Regions from separate parts of the Hordeum vulgare genome. Here region 2 is linked to region 1. The links are chromatin contacts, called in public Hi-C maps. All regions are on one chromosome and are shown on one strand. Each heading gives the region's core, a stretch centred on a gene start, on an enhancer-like site or on the middle of the called end of the contact. The rest is flanking DNA. Distances are from core to core; before and after follow the strand shown.

Evidence for each region. A called contact is a pair of places that touch in the nucleus more often than the background predicts.
Region 2: a contact with region 1 is called in a Hi-C map of seedling, with 3 times the contacts expected there. The contact joins two enhancer-like sites. A contact is called at or near these places in 2 of 6 Hi-C or Micro-C datasets (leaf and seedling).

Annotation. Positions count from the first base shown.
Region 1 is chr3H:516,285,352-516,290,847 of MorexV3_pseudomolecules_assembly, reverse strand. No RefSeq gene overlaps it. Among protein-coding and RNA genes, the nearest start is that of LOC123444612, 140 kb to the left of the region's middle. Within about 2 kb of position 3,082, at least 3 of the 3 cell types and tissues checked have open chromatin away from gene starts, as enhancers often do. A contact at or near this core is called in leaf and seedling, where this site is marked.
Region 2 is chr3H:516,630,735-516,636,230 of MorexV3_pseudomolecules_assembly, reverse strand. No RefSeq gene overlaps it. Among protein-coding and RNA genes, the nearest start is that of LOC123440370, 29 kb to the left of the region's middle. Within about 2 kb of position 3,265, at least 3 of the 3 cell types and tissues checked have open chromatin away from gene starts, as enhancers often do. A contact at or near this core is called in leaf and seedling, where this site is marked.

The DNA.
Region 1 (5,496 bases), core at 1,833-4,332:
CCACCTACCTCTCACTCGTAGAGGAAGAACTCCGAACAAACCAACACTTGCCCCATCCATTTTTCTAAGAGAGAACCACCTACTCATGTGTTGAGGTCAAGGTATTCCGTTCCTACCATATGAATCTTGATTTCTAGCCCACCCCCCAAGTTGCTTTCCACCCAATCAATCTCTTCTACCCAAGCCAAATCTGTGAGAGAGTGATTGGGTGTTGAGGAGACTATCTTTTGAAGCACAAGAGCAAGGAGTTCATCATACCACCACATCTATTACCTTTTGGAGAGTGGTGTCTCCTAGATTGGTTAGGTGTCGCTTGGGAGCCTCGGAATTTGTGTGTTGTTGAATCAATAAGTTTGTAAGGGCAAGGAGATCGCCTACTTCGTGAAGATCTACCCCGAGTGAGGCTAGTTCTTAGTGGACGTAAGCCATGGTGGAATAGACACGGTAGCTTCTCCGTGGATCCTTCCATGGGTGAAGCTCTTTGTGGACTCTCGCAGTCGTTACCCTCCGAAGTCTCCATCAACATGGACATACGATAGCACCACCTATCGGAACCATGCCAAAAAATGTTGTGTCATCTTTGTGTTTGATCTTCCTATCCCTACCCTATACTTACATGTGCATGTCTTTACTTCCCGGTGATATACCCTTAGACTTGCATGTGTTGGGTGTGCTAGACTTGCTTAATTGTTAAAACTTGCCCACAACTAAAATTGGAAAACAACTAAGTTTTTATTTGGTCAAGTAGTCTAATCACCTCCCCTCTAGGCACACTTCGAATCCTACAAGTGGTACTAGAGCTTTAGTCTCCATTGCATTGATTTCACAACCTAGGAGAGTATGGCGTCTAGTGAGGGAAATTATCACCGTAGAGGTCCATATTTTGATGGTACAAACTTTGCTAGTTGGAAGCATGAACTGAAAATGCATATTCTTGGACATAACCCCGCCATTTGGGTTGTTGTTCGTGTTGGACTGCAAGGTGAATTCTTTCGTGATGGAAGGGAACCGGATCGTGAAGCGATCGTGGAAGAATTCAAGATGTTGCAATACAACACTCAAGCATGCCACATTTTATTCAACTTCCTATGCCCCCCGAAGAGTTCAACAAGATTAGCCATCTTGAGAATGCCAAGGAAATTTGAGATACTTTGATTGATATGCATGAAGGTACCAAATCCGTGAGGAAATCTAAGTTGGATGCGCTACAAAGTCAACTTGACAAGTCAAGATGAAGGTTGGTAAAGGAGTCGAGGAAATGTATTCTAGGCTTCTCTCATCACCAATGAGATTGGTGTCTTAGGAAGCGAAGAGATGACCGACAAATTCAGCATCAAAAAGATTCTTAGATCCTTCGATGAAAAGTACGACACCGTGTGCATATTGATCCAAATGATGACAAACTACAAAGATCTCGAGCTATCAGAAGTCATTGGAAGGATTGTTGCTCATGAGATGTCACTCAAATACAAAAAAGAGCTTCATAATAAATTTAATGACACTCCCGCTACCTTAAATGACACTCCCGCTACCTTAAATGACAACTTTATTATCAATGAAGAGATAAGCCTGATGATCAATAAATTTAATAACTTCTACAAAAATAAAGGCAAAGAGAGAAGCTCCTGGAGTCTTTAATATTGGACATACTCCTTTCCTTCATAAATAAATATAATAAAATGGTTTGAATATTTTAATATGGATCACATTGCGGACTAACATATAATCCCTCCGTTCCTAAATATAAGTCTTTGTAAAGATGTCACTACTGAACTACATACGGATGTATATAGATATATTTTAGAGTATAGATTCAATCATTTTGCTTCGTATGTAGACTCTTAGTGAAATCGCTTAAAAGACTTATATTTAAGAACGGAGGGAGTAGTAAACAAACACACTAAAACATGTTGATATAGATCTCTATAGTCAAAAAAAGTTAGAGGTGTTAAAAAAGAAGTGTATTCGGGAACTGATGAGTATTAAGAAGTGTTTAAAAACAGGAACAAGTCGAAACTGGTTGTTGATGAGATGACACAGCATTCAATTCGTCTCTATCAGAAGATTCAGGGACTGTTTGGTTCCCAGCCTAACGTTGCCACGTCTAACCTTAGTCATGCCACAATACCTTAGGCATGTGTTTGGTTCATTATCACACTTGTGGCTTGCCACAATTTTCTAGTTATATGGTCCACATGTCATACACTCAATTTTTGACAAATCTTGCCACACTTATGGTGTCCATTTTATTAGCCACATTTTTTATAGCAGCCATACTTTGCCTAAGGTTAGTTATGGCAAAGCTAGTCATGAACCAAACAGGCCGTGAGTCATCCAATTCGCGAGTCCAAAAAGAATTGGCCAGTCCACTTGCAGCCTCGATAAAAAAAAAGAAACTTGCAGCCTACTACGTTGCCGCACGAGCGCACGGCATGGTACACGAGGCCGCGTCCGTGGAGCAAATTGTTGCGAGCAGTGCAGCCAGGATGCACCCCACTTTGGAGACGCAATTATTGAAGAAGGAATTCATGGCGCAGAGGTGGAGCTGGACCGGCGGTGGCCCCGCGCCTCCCCTCGAGGACAGCCTCGACGCACTAGGGTCCGTCCGGACGTGACGCTAATTAAATCGTCACGCAGCACCTTCATACACAGCGCCGCGCCCATAAATTATCGCACCTGGGGCAGGCCCGCCGCTCAGCAGCCGGCCGACGCGTCGACGCCGTGGAAAAAGAGGGCGCCGCTGGAGCGGCGGCACGGCAGGGGGGGAGAAAAAAAGAGGCCGGCGACGGCGACCCGCCGAAAAGAAAAGGAGGGGCGACGGGGACCGGGCGCGTCTTCTACGTGCCGCCTCTCCAAATCAGTCGTCGGGTGGTGCGCGGTCCCCTCGCACGCGAACGGCGCCGCGCCAGGTGGAGGCGTGGACGGGGATTGCCCGGCGACGCCGGCACGTACCCGTATCCGCCTGTCTGCTTGCTTGCCTTTTTTTCTTTTCTTTTCTTGCTTTTGGGATTGGGATGGTGGTGGCGTGCTGTGGACTGTGGTAGACGGCGGGCGGTGCGGAGCGGGACAAAGTCGACGGGACGTCGCGCTACCGGGTCCAAGTCGTGCGCCCCGCTCCCCACTTGGTCTCCCCACCTGCCTGCTGCCGCGTAGTAAGCGGTGAGCGTGAACGCGGTCCGGCGTGCCTGCCGGTCTCGTCGTATATCGCTCCGAGTTTGACGTAGACGGCGGAGCAGTTGAGACAGCGTTTTACTCGGCTGCGTAGGAGTGACATGTTGTGCGCATGTTAAGTTTGTACTACTATCGGTTTTCATCATCATCATCATAATAAGTACGAAAGTTTGTATCGTTTTCGTACGTATGACACTTTATTCACTTTATTTAACGAGGAAAGAAAAATCAAATGCATCTTAATTTATACCGTTATACATACTATCCCGTCTGTTTGAAAATAAGTATCATCGTTAAAACCGTGAAAATTATGTTCTGCTAGTAAGCTTAATTCTATCTTTATCTTGTAGGTTAAAAAACCTTGTTGTCCGATGTTGTATTTTAAAATTTGGAATGTAAGACATCCTTGTTTAGTTGTTTTATCATTACTAGAATAAATGCTCGTACGTTGCAACAAAAGAAATTGTTACATGTATCATGTCTACACCTATTTTTCTCATTTCTCGTCTCAATTTGTCACATGCACATGTGCTGCAATTGTGAATGAAAATTCTTCACACTCCTGTAGTTTTCCTATATGCTCTTTGAAGAGGAAAAATGACTAGTTCGATTGATGAAGCACGTTAAATACCTCAATAGATTATCAACACTTTTTATTATGTTTACGAGTGCAGTGTATATTTCCATTTTAATTACTCCTTCCGTTCTTAAATGCGTGGGACAATAGCCCTTAAAAGGGTCCCCACAATTCTGTGTTTTATTAATAAAAAAGATAAACAACAAAGATGCGCTTATCTAGGATCGAACACTAGACTATGTGGTAAAAGGTTTAAGCTCTAGCCATTGGGCTACTAATATGATAGCAGTAAATTCGCAGTCCACTTATAGATAACCATAATAAAACGTATTGACTTCACACAAAAAAATTGAAACGTTGGGCCTTGATGTTGTGAGAGGCAGCCTGGCGTTGCGGCTTGGGTTGCACGGCCCACACGAGCGGATGGGGCAGCGAGCGAGGGGCCAACGGGAGCTCGTCCCTTTCCTCCTGCCCGAGGTAGGGAGACAACGGCGATGGACTCCGGCGAAGCAACGACGCCTGGGGCGGATCCGGCGGGAATGGGTCCATGACAACAGGATCTGGGCGAGGGAGCGTGGATCTGAGCGTCGACGTGCTAGAGATGCGGCTGGGAGCTCGGGCGTCCATGGTGGTGTCTGGTAGAAAAAAGATGGTGAGGCAGGAGAGAGATAAAAGGGAAGAAGAAGGGGCGAGCGACGCCGATGGCCTGGGTCGCCCGCGAGGCTTCGACCGGAGTTGGTCGACAATGCGAGGTGGACGGGGTCGGGCGGCGTGGGAGCTCCGGCTACGGTTAGACTCGGTAGATCCTCTCCCAGGTCTTGCGTGGGGCGCGGACGATGGCTGCTCGGCCCGGATCGGGCCCGGGGCGGGTCGAATCTGGGCCCAGCTGAAAGTGCATGCTATGCCCCTAATCGTCTTTTGGTGTTAATGACAACACATACATAGGAAACTAATCCTATTTGTTGAGTGTATCTCAGGATGGCAAGTACTTTAGTAGATTGAGAATTATGTGCCAAAGGTTGTCTGAAAAGATTGGGGATTTATATTTCGAGAAGGCTCGGGATTAAGATAAGATGATGTAGACTAGTCTTTTGAGTTTACTGATATTGAGTATAGGGATCCCGCACTATTAAGAGGGGATCACAGGTTTTGCGATGAACTTGCTCATACCACATCTTTACTCTCATATCCAATACCACATACTCTCCACTCTGTTCTCAGTTCAAAACAAGTCTGTTGCCTCGGACATCCGGCTCCCTCCGGACTTTCGAGGGCCGGACGACCGGCTGGCTTCGGAAATCCGCAGCCCTTCACCAGAAGTTTGTAAGTCATATAACTCGGAAATCCGGCTCCCTCCGGACATCCGAGGGTCGGACGTCCGGCCAAGCCCCGGAAATCCGGAAGCCTGCACCAGTAGAAGTTGAGTTCTATAACTCAGAAATCCGGCTCCCTCCTGACGTCCGAGCGCCGGACGTCCGACCCCTGTCGGAAATCCGGAACCTACCACCAGTAGAAGTTGAGCTGTATAACTCGGATTTCCGGTCCTCTCTGGACGACCGGTCGCTGATAAATTCAACATAGGTTCAGTCCTATCTACAGGCCTCGGACGACCGACCCCTGTCGGACGTCCGGTCGCTGATAAATTCAAAATAGGTTTAGTCGTATCTACAGGCCTCGGACGACCGACCCCTGTCGGACGTCCGACCCCTCGTGGACGCCCGGACTTCCGGCAACTGTCGGACGTTCGG
Region 2 (5,496 bases), core at 2,016-4,515, 350 kb before region 1:
TGTATTCACACGTGTATTACAGTTTCCGGTTAATACAATTATAACATGAACAATAGACAATTATCATGAACAAGGAAATATCATAATAACCATTTTATTATTGCTTCAAGGGCATATTTCCAACACGTTCGTGGCAGCAACAACACTCTCCGGCACAGGCAGCTGCTTCTCCCCTTCCTCAACCCCGCAAGGCCATCCTCGTCTCCAACATGTCTTCCCTGACCGAAAGGTGGTAAGCTATCCCCTCCCCTGCTCTGCTAGGACCGTTTAGGATCGGTAGCGCCTAGGTTGACCGCATCATGGTTGTCGCTTAGGTTGTCGATGAATGGACGAAGCTTCTGGGTCAGGCAGCATCGCTCATAGGTGTGGTTGACGCTTTAATCTTGTTTGTCCATAAGAGAGTTGTTCACCGGAATGAGATACCTCTCATCGGATAAGGTGTGATGTTAATTTCGAATAGGAAGAGGATACTAAAAGAACGAGGATGTTCAAATAAATAGCAACCGAGAGTTGGATGATAGGTATGACTTTTTTATATGTCCAATTGTTATGTAAGACTTTATATTATATACATTATATTTTTTTCCGAGATATACGTACATTATAATTGCTCGTTAGTTTTTTTGTGTGAGACAGGGCCCCATTTTTTAGTTTCGCATAGGGCCCTAGATTTTACCGGCCCGACCCTGGATGTATTCTATATAGCTAACGATATCTATCCACAGTGATCCACACTTGTGAAGACAATCTCCAATCCTGTAGAAGAGAAGAGAAAAAAGATTTGCTCAAGAGAAAGAGAGTGTTAGAAAATATGTAGAGCACACTTTTGGCATTCTTCAATCTCGATGGGGCATCGTTATATCCTGGTAGAACATGGAGCACGAAAAAATTGTGGGAGGTGATGTTAGTTTGTGTGATCATTACAACATGACCGTAGAGGATGAACTCCGAGAACGTCTCTGTGAGCAAGGGTTTGAGTTTGAGGATGCCAATGTTGTGCGTGAGCATGGAGGAGAGGCAACGTTTGCACAATTCATTGAGTTTCATCATAAGATGCATGATTGGAATACTCACATGCAGCTGCAAAATGATTTGGTTGAGTATATGTGGACTCATGTCGGCAACTAGTAGATGCATTTGCAACCTTTTCTATTAAACGTATCGACTACGAGATATTTTTGTAATTTTAGAAATATGCGATGTTTTGTATTGAATATTTATTAATCTTGAACATTTAATATTTATCAAAGCGATAAAAAAATGACCGCAAGCGTGCGATGTGGACCAAAAATGGGTCGGTGCGTTGGGCACATGGCCGATCATTTGCAAAAGAGGGCAGACGAGTCGACCCAAACGGACAAAACGTGGACAAAGCGCATGTCCGTTTGGGTCGCGCGGTTGGAGTTGCTCTGAGGTGGGGAGTGGGTGGATGCACCCGGTGGCCCGGGCATCGTCCAAGCCAGAGGCGGAGGATGAAAAAAATTAAGGTGTGCCGAAGTTTGTCGAAGATCACCGGATGTCCAAAGCAATGGAGTCGCGCCGCACAAATTCCGTCTTCAGCCGAGCGTTGTTCTCGCGGGAGTGGCAGAGTGAAATGCGGATGACCATTGCCTACTTCAACCCACACAGGATAACACCCCATTCGACGGATCCGGACTAGTCAGTCAAATCCGCTGCCCGCTATGCCGGGGAAGGTTGGAGATCGTCTAAGATGAGATCAAGTGACGGAGGGGGGTGGAGGTGAGTTGAGTGAAGTGGCTAGGGTTTGATCCGACGAGCGAATGGGAGGAATATATACAAGTTGGATGGGCCAGCGTGGGCCGGGTCCAACGTGGCGGATGCGCCCGGGCGTCCCATATCCGCCCCATATTCGGGTTGTATATGAGGGATGCTAGTGAGCCCACGTGTTTGAGGCCCATTTGAAACGTCCATCTCGATCACTTTTGTGTGATAAGGGAGAGGTCCATCTATAGATGCTCTAAACCCTCAGCCTGATGCCTCCGTAGGCTACCCCGTCACCAGTCACCCGCCTTTTCCTCGTGACTTGGCCAACCCTCATCGTTACTCTAGCTGCTTAGGGTTCAATCGCTTGTGCGTGTGCATGTGGAGTTTGTTGCGTGTGCGTGCGCGTGGGCGCTCGATCGAATCGAGCTCGACCGGTTCCTGATACACCAATTGGATGGATCGGCCCATCAGGCTAGCGACCTCTCTTTCATCGTTTTTTAGATGTGCACGAACAAAGCTGTAGATTGATCGAGACATGTGAATGTATAAATTTTATTTAACCAAAATTAAGGTATGACATCTGTCATACATTGTCCACCGAAGCCCTCCGCCGGTGGTTCAAGCAGGTGAAAGTTGACGATGACGACAAAAACAAAGTGGTGAAAGGTATTGGGCGTGAAGAAAGAAAGAGAGAATGACCGATGTGCCATCGACAAACGGGCTAGCAAGAGGATAAAGGAAAGCATCGCATGACTCAAATTTAGATTGAAAGTAGATCATGGTAGACGAAAACATAAATCCATCCTTTTAAAAGTCCCTCGTGTTTTATTTTACATAAGACTAAAAAAACTTTTTTTAGTCCCTATAATAAAAAGTCTGTGTAAAGAAACATCGCTCAAATTTAGATCGAAAGTAGATCATGGTAGACGAAAAACACAGATCCATCCGTTTACATGCGTTGAGTCGTGATCCAAATAAACGCTGATGAAATATGCGCGTTGGAGTTGGCCGAGGACGATACCTTCTTTATATGCCCGGATTTTCCGCTAGCCTGCTGTACGGGTCAGGCCGCCCCCCAATGCGACCAGCGCCGCTGGAACAGACTGACCAAGACCATAGCCATGATGTCATATGACCACAAGGCTACGTCCTACGGTCCACGAGCGCGTCCGCACCCCGCCGCTCCCGCCAGTTCCATGCATGCACCCTTCTCCCTCATCGCTGCGCCGGAAAAAGCTACTCTGCCGTTTCCTGTGCCAAGCGGCGCCTGCCAATCTGCCACGCACCGTGTAGCCTTTGTCTGCATCTTGGCCGCCGTATAAATGAAAGGCGACGCACAGTATATTGCGAAAAAGAAAAAAAGAAAAAGAAAGATACAGAGAGAAGCGACGCGAGGTGGAGAGGGTTATCCATCCATACGCGAATCGAATCGAATCGAATGGCGCCGTTCATCAAGCCGCGAGTCTGGACACGCACTGTCGCGCAAAGGACGGATGGGACGGGTGAGACGATGTACGCCTGCGCGCGCGTGTGTGTGTGCGAGTCTGGGCCGGGCGAGTGGGCCCCCCTGATGGAGGCCGGAGCAGAGGTGCCGTGTCGCGGCGATGGGAGCAGGTCGGGCCGTGCCGCACGTGGTGGGAAAACCGTGGGTGGCGCCGCGCCGCGGACGCGGACGGTTCTTTGACCGGATCCGTGGCCGGCGCGGCGTCCAGCCGTTGGGGCTGGGCCTACATCGCTTGGATACGACTGCCCCCCTCGTATTCGCCGTCAACATTGGCCCAATAGGACGTTCACGTAAGTGTCTCCTCCTTCCCGAAGCGGGAAACACGGAGCTTGTATCGCGAGTTCGTGAAATTTCTCAGCTCCACAAATGTTTGGTACTATTTCGACTCTTAGGCTGCTCATAGTGGGGAGTAACTTAGCCAAGTAACATGCACATGTTACTGGTCTATGTTACTACCTCCATAGTGGGTAGTAATATTTGTGGGATGTCATATTAATTAGGATATAGACTCATTTTGTATTGATATGTGTGATGTTACTGTAACATAGCTAGTTACCACAAGCACCTCTCTCCTCATTAACTCACTGCCACATAAACAAATTTGCATTGTAATGTGTGATGTTACTACTATGTTATTCCCCACTATGGCCAGCCTTAGGGCCTGTTCGGAGGCCCTCCGACTCCGCAACTCCATTCTCGAAATTGGTGAAGCAGCTAAAATTTACGGAGCGGGGGAAAGGATGCTATGCAGATCCTTAGATTTCAGGGAGCTGGAGGATCACCGAACAACTCCTTAGTTTTGCATCATCCGCGGGATAGAGTTAGCAAATGAACAAGGAGCGGCAAACTCTAAGATATACGCACAACCTATCAGAAAAAAAGAGACTAGGCCCCGTTCCGGCGAATGAAATCATCTGCTAAGGGAAACCCCCCTCCCCTTGTACGCATCTGAGTCTCAATTGGCCATAAAAAGCCCATTCGTATTAACATATTCTTTTTGCGTTGTACTCCATACGTAAAATAATATAAAAGCGTTTAAACCTCTAAAGTAATTATTTAAACGGTTTTATATTAATTTATAAAGGGAGTAACATACAACTAACTAAAAATACAAAAACAAACACAAGAAAATAAATAATATCTGTAGCAAATATGAGGGTGGGACGAATCGAGAGGACACAGCGGTGGCGGATCTTTACTACTTTATCGAGTTGTCGCTGTTGGCATTTATTCCTTTTTCTTTTGGGTTTGATGTGATATCCGTCCTAGCAGTTACATGTTACACTGTAATGAGTGAAAGTTGCTTTATAATATAAAGCAAGGTGACCCTTTTTTGGAATGTGCTAGTCGCCATGCGATTTTTTTAACTAAAAATGCCATCATATAAAATTATACATGTCAAAATTGCATGATGAGAATGATTCAAATTTAAAAAATGTCAAGAAACGCAAATGATATTGGCATGATCAAGACAAATAAAAATCCCATGATAAAAATACATGAAATTTCATGTTATGTATTTTATTTGTCAATAGAAAAAGTAGCACAAAGAAAATTTCCGTGATTCAAAAATTAAAATACCATGCCATTAAAAATAAATTTAACATGCTATAGATAAATAATGACACGCCCTTAATAAAAAAAAACTATCATGCTCTTAATAATAAAAATGTCATGCTCTTAATAATTAATTTTACATGAAACAAAATATGAAAAGTGTGATACTATGTATTTTCTTTGGCAACAAAGATCACAAAAAGGAAATTGCGGTGTTTTAGAATTAAAACAACCATGCCATTAAAAACGAATTTAACATGCCATATGTAAATAATGGCATGCCCTTAATAAAAATGTCATGCACTCAATAATTAAGTAGACATAAAAATATATTAAAATTGTGATACTATGTATATTCTTTCGCAACAAAAATCATGAAAAATTAAATAACGGTGCGAGGAAAAATATATTTACCATGATATAGATTAAAGAAATGATGATTTTTATAATAAAAATGTCATGCACTTAATTATTAAATTGACATGAAAAATATTAAAATTGTGATACTCTTTATTTTCTTTGTCAAAAGAATCACACAAATGAAATTGCAATGATTAAAAAATTGAAATAACCATGCCATTAAAAATAAATTTACCATGCTATATATAAAAAAAATGACATGCCTTTAATAATAAAAATGTCATCCTCTTAGTAATAAAAATGTGATGCTCTTAAGGATTAAATTGACATGAAACAAAATGTTAAATTAC